Regions from separate parts of the Danio rerio genome. Here region 2 is linked to region 1. A link is a contact called in public Hi-C data. All regions are on one chromosome and are shown on one strand. Each heading gives the region's core, a stretch centred on a gene start, on an enhancer-like site or on the middle of the called end of the contact. The rest is flanking DNA. Distances are from core to core; before and after follow the strand shown.

Region 1 (4,541 bases), core at 1,071-3,570:
AACTAGTGTTTCGGAAGTGTTAATGCAGACCAACAGAGACAGCGCGCAGAAGTATAAATGCACAGCTACACGCGTTGCATACACTGTGGGTTACGCCGGTCACTTGATGCAGAAGTATAAACCAGGCTTAACAGGGGTGTGCTTATTCTCTTAATAAGTTTTGTGTGTGTTCTGAGCATAGCGTGCATTAAACCAATCTCATCTCCCATTCCCTTTAAGAGTGACGCCATGGTGCATTTGCCATTTACATGGCGGACTTTGTAAGTTTAAAAACTGAACAGTTCACTAGCAAGAAAACAGTTAAGCGATATGCAGCGCAAGGATAAAGAATTAGGTTCCTCTATTCAGCCTCTTTACTTTCTCTTTACTTTTACTCGTTACTTTACTCCTTTACTTTCGTGGTGTAAGGAAACTGTGTTGTATGCACTCCACTGAAGACATCCATTAGCCTACATAATTAATTTTGTTTGTTAAGCGCAAAGATTAGTTTCAAAACTAATTCTAAATTCAGTTCTAATTTTCACCAAACTAAAACATGAACAATAATAACGAAAAACACAAATAACTAATGATCTGCGCTGGACTTTAGACCAGCTTTCAGTTGGTCAACGGTGCGGTCTATTTCAATTTCTCAAAATAGCAACATGCCAACAATGTGCCTTAACACACCTCCTTTTTAGAGCGAAACACCCTTGAGTCCACAAAGTGGCACAAATGGATTTGCTATTTAAACAATGTGACATAAAAATTACGGTTGCGCTGGTCTGAAAATAGCAACAAATCACGGCAAACATGTCTTGCACCTTATTGCGCAGTGTATGATGGAGCCTATAGTGTGATTCTGCCTATAACCATACACTTCTCTTTCCTCCACCAGATGCCAGTCTCTCTGTTTGATTAGAAGGCCTCTTCACTAAATCCATTTTAGGCCAGTTGTGTTGCCTTATACAGTACCAGCTGTGTTTATCAGATTATAAAGCAAAGGAAAGCAAGTTGAGTATTGTGTACCACAGCTCAAAATTGCTCTCTCTGCAGTTTCCTTCTGTTTCTTTGACCTGGTAAATGTTCAGAGGTTATAGAGTTGCATTCCAGCAGTGAGAAGGAGGTGTGAGGCTTGAGCGGGACGATCCTCCCTCAAAGCTGGGCCCTGGCGCTGGCTCTGCCTCAGGAATGCCTGGCATCCTCTCAGACCCTCTGATGTCTGCTGTGTGTCGAGGAGAGAACATCGGTGAGAGCGAAGAGTCCAGGTCTATGATTAGAGCAGGACAAATGAATTCAATGTTCTTCTTCAGGCCTTGTGGAAATGTAAGAGAAGACAAAGAGATTGGGTTCATTCGAGCTTTGGGAAGTTTGCCAGTAGTCTGTGTTTTCTTTGGAATATTGGTAATCAATTTGTAGGATGGCCATATTGTTTGAGTTCCTGTTTATATGCGCTATTAGGATGCATTTAGGGGGATCGTATCACAGGTAGCTGAGGGAAATGCAGTTCAGCTAACATCTGCTATTTCAATGCATGTTCTTGGTTGATCTTCATATATCTTTAATGTTTATTCCTATTATTATGAAAAGAGCTGTGGACACAGTATAAAGATAGAAAATGATAATACAACAAAACATTTGAACTGAGTAAACCTCATGTAAACCAACCTAAGTGACTAACTTTAGCTCTTTGTTAGCGTTTCTCACAATTATTTAAATAGCAGAGTTAAATAAAGCATGTGGTGTTAGTCAGAATATATTTCAATAAGGATTTTAACTCAGAATCAAAGTCTGATATGTGCTTTTATTTTAAAAGTCCGTAAATTTCAGCCCAAACATTAGGTTGTTTCAACCAAAGTTTGCGTCAGATATAAACAAACCCAAATGTTTATGTTAGTTTTAATGACATTTGGGGCATAGTGGTTGATTTTGTCCATATTTAACCAAAAGTTGAGTTTAAACCAGCAGAATTTGATTGAAAGACTTGGATACGTTGGAATGAACCAAACCCAAAATATTATGGCCAAAGAGGCCTGGCTTTGTCCTTTTATCTCTGGTTTCTCGGTTTCATTGTTTTCCTTTATTTTCCCTCTCTTCTCTGGCAAGCCTTCTCTTCGTCTTGTTTATCCTCCACTAGTTTCTAGCTTGCTCACTGTTTTTCTCCTGCCCTCACATTATTCCATCCCTTGTTCAGTGCCCCTCCTTTTTACCAGTTTTCTGTCCTTTTCTTTCTCTCCTTCTTTTTTCATTGTGTGGTGGTAAAAGGTCTGTCTTGTTCAAGCCATAAAGTTCTCTATCCTCCTCCTCTTTTCCCTTTCTCTCTCTCATATTTTTTTCTCTCTCTCTCTCTCGTCCCTCCTTCACTCTTTGCCTTCCTCCCTAATGGTTGCTCCTTCTAGCTCTTGCTCCTATCAGCAGTGTGATAATGTTACGTCAGACGCTAATCTGGCAGTAGAGACTCTCTCTCTCTCTCTCTCTTTCTCTCTCTCTCTCTCTTTCTCTCTCTCTCTCTCTCTCTCTCTCTCTCTCTCTCTCTCATCAGCCTCTACCTTGCTCATGCCCTCGGCATGTTTTCTATGCCTTATCTCTGTTGTTTTCAGCTTGTTGCATGGTTTTAGTTCCCACCATCTTCTCTACCACGTCGCTTAGTTCAGTTTTTTGTGCAGTATTTTGGCTTGTGGGGATTGTTTCTGGCTTTGCTGCCTTCATTTACCAATCTGAATCATTGTGGGTTGTTCTGGTGAATTTGGAATAATAACACATTTGGAAAGTGACCCACCCATCAGAGCTTTTCATGTGTTGCAAATAAGATCACTGAAACTCTCTTTGGAGATTCAAAAACACACATACCTATGTACAATTGCTATATTCTATAAATACAATGAAGTCCTTCACTCAGGGAGTTGTCTTTTGTGTACAGTAAAGTGATTTGGAAATATATGTCTGTGGAAATGTTTTTGCCTTTATTGCTATTTGAGATGTTTGACCTTGATGTAGGAGTCACCTCTGCTCTGCAGATGAGGGCTGTCTACACTTGTGATTGGACTGTTTTCTACATTGTTTTATTGAAGGATTTACAATGTACAAGTGCCACATTGGTGAATAGGTTTGTTTGTTTTATTATTATTAATTGTTTTTATTTATTAGCCAATATAAACTTTTTTAAACGAGTATTCTTATGCTAAACTAATTTTTTATTTTATTCAACATACATTATTAGTAATTTTGTTAACTGCCTTAACTGCCTGCTCTACCAAAGGGTTGACCATATTTTGACAGTTTTAAATAATGGTTTACATACACAGCATTGTTGGTTAACCAAATAATCAAACAAACATAATTCTGTTGCACTACTACACTTGATATTGGTTTAAAAAAAAAAAAAGTTATAAAATTAGTATTTAGAAATGAAATCTGACATTTTATGGCATACTTTAAAACATAAAGATGATTTAGTATTCAAAAAATGTATTATTTTGAATACATTTTTAAATAAATTGGTCTTAGACTTTATATTTTCGGATTTTTCATAGTATATGTATTAATTCCGTTATTTTAGAAATTATGGGATGTGTTGAAAAAAATGCATTAATATTATTAAGTAGCGACATTAAGAAATAGGAAATGAAATCCAAACAATGTTTTTTTCATTGGGCAGTGAAAGGATTATAATAATGGTTTTCCTATTTAAATATATTTGAGTATTTTGGCAGCCATCACTCTAGGCTGTAATGTCAGAAATCCTTGTTGAAAACAGATTTCTCTGGTCTACAGGATTTTGAAAAGTAATGTAGTTGAATCAAATGTTTTGGAACATGATTGTTTTTTAGCGTTGATTGGTTGGTTAGTTTTTGTTTGTGTAAAATTATGTATTTTAGTTTTTATTGTGATTTTAGATACATTTAATGGATACATGCAGAATAAAAATCTAAATGTCTCAAGTAATTTGATTTAAGTTATAGACCATTTCAATGTGGTGATGTCATTGGCCCATGAACATTTCCTACTTATCAAACTATTTCAAAACTATAACAAGAGGCAATTCAATCATAACTTAACGTTAAAACAGCTATCATAACATTATGTATCAATATGTGGCTCTTTTTGTATTCTCAGAAGCTATAGAAATTAAAAATGTAAAACAGGAAATACGTTGGGACCATTGTTTTTGTTTACATCCCTTAAAATGGTCTATAGCAGGTGTCCAAACTCTGTCCTGGTGGGTGGGTGTCCTGCGTAGTTTAGTTCTAACTTTCTTCAACTTCCTTTAACACACCTGCCTGGAAGTTTTTAGTATACTTAGAAACAGCTTGATTAGCTTGTTCAGGTGTGTTTAATTGGGATTGTAACTAAAATATGCAGGACACCAGCACTCCAGGATCGTGTTTGGACACCTCTGGTCTATAGTTTGATTTTATTATGAAATTTTAACATCAACCATTTTAGCTTAAAATGAGAATAGATATCAGCTAATAATGATCAAAATGCAAGTATTTTGTCTCCATTTTATTATTTAATTACAAATTTATGGGACTGAAAAAGAAGTTGTGCTGCTTTCACTG
Region 2 (4,541 bases), core at 990-3,489, 40 kb before region 1:
GGAGGTGGTCCTGGATCAGGCGGAACAGGTGGAGGAGGTGTACCTGTCCCGCCCACCTCTGAACTATCACCGGCTGAGCAGCTCAAGCAAATGGCTGCTCAACAGCAACAACGGGCTAAGCTTATCCAACAGAAACACCAACAGCAGTCCCAAGCAGCGAACTGGTCACCTGCAGGAGCGCCTACAAGCCCTTACAGTGGACCCTTTAATCCAGACAAACCAAATAGCCCCATGATGTATACGCAGGCTTTCAATCCTAGCAACACAATGGGGCCAAAAGCACCAAGCATTAACAACTACCTCCCACAGAACCATATTAACATGCTCAACCAGCAGCAGCAACAGCAGCAGCCTAATAACTTGGCTGCTCAAAACAGCCACAATAAGCAGCTGTCTTTTAGCAACACCAAGCCGCTGACTCATTTTAGTGGAGTAGACCATATGAATCAGCGGATGACGCCACCGATGGCCAATCAAGCCAAAAACCCAATGATGCCCTACATGCAGGGCAATGCAGCGCAAGGGGGTGGGCCACCTCAAGCTCCAGGGCCAATGCCCAGTCAGACAGCCCATTTAAGTGAAGAACAGAAGAAGATGATGATATTAAAGCAAAAAATGATGAGTCAAGGCTTGCCGTATGGCCCTATGCAGCCGCATGTACAGGTAAGATCCTTGATTTTATTCCCGAATTGTTATACTAAGCTAAAACTAGGTGCCGCTCTTGCATTTTCATTGATGTTTTAATATAATATTTTGTTCACCAAGGCTGTGCTTGTGAATTTGTTTAGGAGCTAATCTTTTGAGATATTCATGCTCAGATGAAAGTTGTTCCATTGAGTTGTCAGCTTTAAAGCTATTTCAATAATACTTAGTGTACTTTATGTACCGTACTGTTCTAGACAAGTTCAATAGTTTTTGGTTTTAATGGGAACATCTTAGCAGTTTGTTTTAAATTGGTCTGATTCCATGGATTGTCGGACATTTTGTTTAAGCTGATCTATTTGAGTTACTTGAACTCTTTGCATGTAAATAATAACTTCTGAAAATTCTTGTTTAAAAATTCCATTTCGAATGAAGACTTCTACTTTTGTTGTCAATTCAAATTCAACTCAAGGTCCATTATTTCACCCAAACATCTATCCCCCTAATTGACCGGCTGTTGCATATTGAACACATCAGATTGAAGCTCTAATTTGATTGCCTTCATACAATAATCTGTTGAAGAAGAGTTAATCACTTGATTTGATTTGTTTTAGTGAGGCAATGTTTTTGAAATATATTCAGAGGTTTATTTAAGGAACTGAGTAGTGGGTGATTTAGATAACCACAAACATCTACTGTTTATCTTTCTGCTGTTATTTTGTATGTGGAATATTCTGTTCTTATCTCATTTTCTGCTATCATTTATTGTATTCTAGTCAGTCGTGTGTGAAAATTGAGGCACCATCTTTACATTTTCTGTAGTCATTATTGGTCTGTTATTGTGGTGTATTCTACAGTATTTCAGATACTTCCAAACCTAGAAGCATGACACCTAAAACACCTTGTTAATCAGGTTTTGAGATACGAGATGCAAAATTGTCCACATTTCTTGCAGTTTAATGAAACTTTTAGTTATACAAGGCTAAATGTTAACACTTATGCATTGAGATAACGCTTCCGCACTGGGCAGTTTGCCTAGAGACATGCAAAGAGTCTAACCGATAAGTCCTCACCCATAACTCTGGATTTTATGTCTGTGTTGTGCGGTGGGACAGTAATGGTTCCTGTTGCCCTGAGCAACAGCTAGCTCTTGGAATAGGAAATCGACACTCTGTAATATATTTATGCCTATGCGCCAACCTCCGATGTCCCCCTGGCCACCAAAATCCCTTTTCCTCATCCTATCCTTGGTATAAAAACGCTGTCTCTTCTTTTAGGTTTTCAGATCATTATTATCACTGCTCACTTAAATGTCACTGCCATTTTCTCCTTAGATGTAACCACTGGCCTTCAGTCCACGACTAATGAGAAGTGTAAAATTTGTTGGGATCTGTTGTGTGATTATCTAACACAAATCATTAGTTAGGCTACTGTTTACTTAAAAATGTCAGCCAAGACTGCCAGAATGCCTTTGTTATTGGAAGGGTGAGAGTACTGGTGGTGGTCTCGGTTGCCGAAGAGGTCTCGAGTCTGCTAGCTTCTGAACTGTAAATTATTCTCATTAATGGTGACATCCTCAGCCCCTCCCATGCACCCTCTCTCTCCTCCTTTCATTTTATCCATCTGTTCATTGGGTTCTGTAGCTCTTGCTCTGAGATTAGATATTCCTCCACCCCTTCTCTCTCTCTCTCTCCCTCTCTCTTTTTTTTCTTCCTCTGCATCTCCCTTGCCCCCCCTTCCCTTCTTCCCTCGTTCTCTCTCCTCAGAAGCAATAAAGGGGTAGATTTATGATGGTTGGTTCCTTTGCAGCCTGAGGAAAATGCGGTAGAACAGTGAAACGAGGTAGAAAGATGGAAAAAGGAAGAGAATGAGGGGAAAAAGCTGAATTAAGGTGGACCATAAGTAAAAGATGGTTTAAATTATGGAACAGGTGTAAAAGAAATCAAAGACTAAATGGGAGAAAGGCAGTATGGAGGAGGATGGATAAAGAGAAATTTCTGCTCATTTGGAATTTTGCCTCTTCCTAAATATGCTTACAACAGCAGGGTTTTTACAGCTTAAATGACTTGGCAGCTGAAAAATGTTTTGATTTTTGTCAGTAGTTGGCTTGCTCTATGTACTTGACCCAACAAAAATGCCGGTTTCATTGCTTTCGATGTAGTGGATATAATTATAACAAACATTTGCTAATTCTGCACATCATGTTTTCCCGGCCACCTAAGACCAGCCTGACTAGTGCCTTCATCACTAATGCTAATTTTTGTTTTGCCTGAGGTCTGCATATCAAAATTACTCCTTCGCTTCCTGTGCTTTAGCACAGCATCGTTTCCCGTTTCTTGCACTTATTAGTGGTAAATGTTGTTACACGCAAATTAGAACAATAATGGACCTGCAGTGAAGTACCTACCGCAATATCTTTAAAGGAGCCAGCTTGGCTCGTGTTAAATTCAGACCATTTGCATGCAATGCACATGCTTCTCACAATATGACATTTAGACCTTTCTGATGTCCCCTTTGTCCACAGAGAGCATGTGCAGTGTTATATGTACTCGCTTCTCTGCTATGGAAGATCAATAACAAATCCCAGCACATGCATTTTGTAAATTAGTAGCTCCATTGTTTAAAAGGTGTGCAACAGTGCTTTTTGGCTTTACACAAAAGATGCGGCTCTATATCTCTGAGAGCAACTGATCTATCTTAAATTTTGAATATAGTTTTAAGTTTTGTCATAAAATTTCTGGGCAGCAAAGTGGCGCAGTAGGTAGCACAATTGCCTCACAGCAAGAATGCTGCTGATTCGAGCCTGGACTGGGCCAGCTGGCATTTCTATGTGGAGTTTGCGTGTTCTCCCCGTGTTCACGTGGGTTTCCTCTTGGTGCTCCGGTTTCCCCCACTGTCAAAACACATGCGGTACAGGTGAATTGAATAAACTAAATTGGGCATGTTTCTTTGTGTTAGGTTGCAGGTAGAAGGGCATCCGCTGTGTAAAACAAATGGTGGATATGATGATGATATGATTCCACTGTGGCGACCCCTGATTAAAATTTCTGCTTGTGGTATCACAAAATAATTAGTTTAGTGTAGCACCTTTTTCATTGACATGAATGCAATATTACACGCCTTTACAGGATTTAGATAGAAACATGATTAAAAGAATCATGAGAAAGTTTCAATCTTCAAAGTTTAATGTTTGGATTTTATTTAGCAATATATTTTATTTTTATGTTGGACCTGTAGTCATTAGTTTTAAAAGTTGTTTTATGTTTATTAACATACATTTTTTTTTTTATTTATACATTTTAGTAAAACATTTGCCCTGGAGTTCTATATAAAGTGAGATTAAGTTTCTATATAAGCTTCTTTTTTTATTAGGGCTGCACAATATATAGTTTTAGCATCGATAATGCAATGTGGCATTCGCAATAGTCATATCATGATCATATGCAGTGTTGAGTCTGGATTACAATTAATTATTTTGCAAGTGTTTTTAGAGGCCTGTGACTGTGTGAAGGTTTTAAATGGGAAATTGTACTGTTTTTAATTTAATAACGATTCATTTGGTTGAACTCTTTTTACAACGAAGACTATGCAATATTATTTTATATTTGATTATTCAATTTCTGTAGAACCTTAATACAGTTCTCGGGAAAATGATAAAATGCTGTTTATTTATTAGCATATTTTTCTTTATTGAATTAATCTATGCCTGTAGATTGGTTATTATATTTTATACACTCCAATACAGACTCATCCCAAAATATCTAAAATGATAAATTCTTCACAAATAGTTATTCAACTCATCTAGTGAAATTGTATTCATACCGCAATGTATATCACAGAATAAAAAAAATAATACAATGTTAGATTTTTCCAATGTCGTGCAGCCCTAATATTATATT

The links. Hi-C and Micro-C count contacts between places; a contact is called where the count stands out from the background.
Region 2: a contact with region 1 is called in a Hi-C map of an unstated tissue, with 1.8 times the contacts expected there. The contact joins two enhancer-like sites. A contact is called at or near these places in 2 of 18 Hi-C or Micro-C datasets (caudal fin and an unstated tissue).

The regions. Positions count from the first base shown.
Region 1 is chr1:43,467,865-43,472,405 of GRCz12tu, reverse strand. All of the region lies in intron 2 of maml3 (mastermind-like transcriptional coactivator 3), which reads left to right. Among named protein-coding and RNA genes, the nearest start is that of vwa10.2, 61 kb to the right of the region's middle. Within about 2 kb of position 2,320, at least 35 of the 62 cell types and tissues checked have an H3K27ac peak or open chromatin away from gene starts, as enhancers often do.
Region 2 is chr1:43,507,644-43,512,184 of GRCz12tu, reverse strand. maml3 (mastermind-like transcriptional coactivator 3) reads left to right here. Exons shown (of 6, transcript XR_012407336.1): 2 at 1-663. Among named protein-coding and RNA genes, the nearest start is that of vwa10.2, 100 kb to the right of the region's middle. Within about 2 kb of position 2,239, at least 8 of the 62 cell types and tissues checked have an H3K27ac peak or open chromatin away from gene starts, as enhancers often do.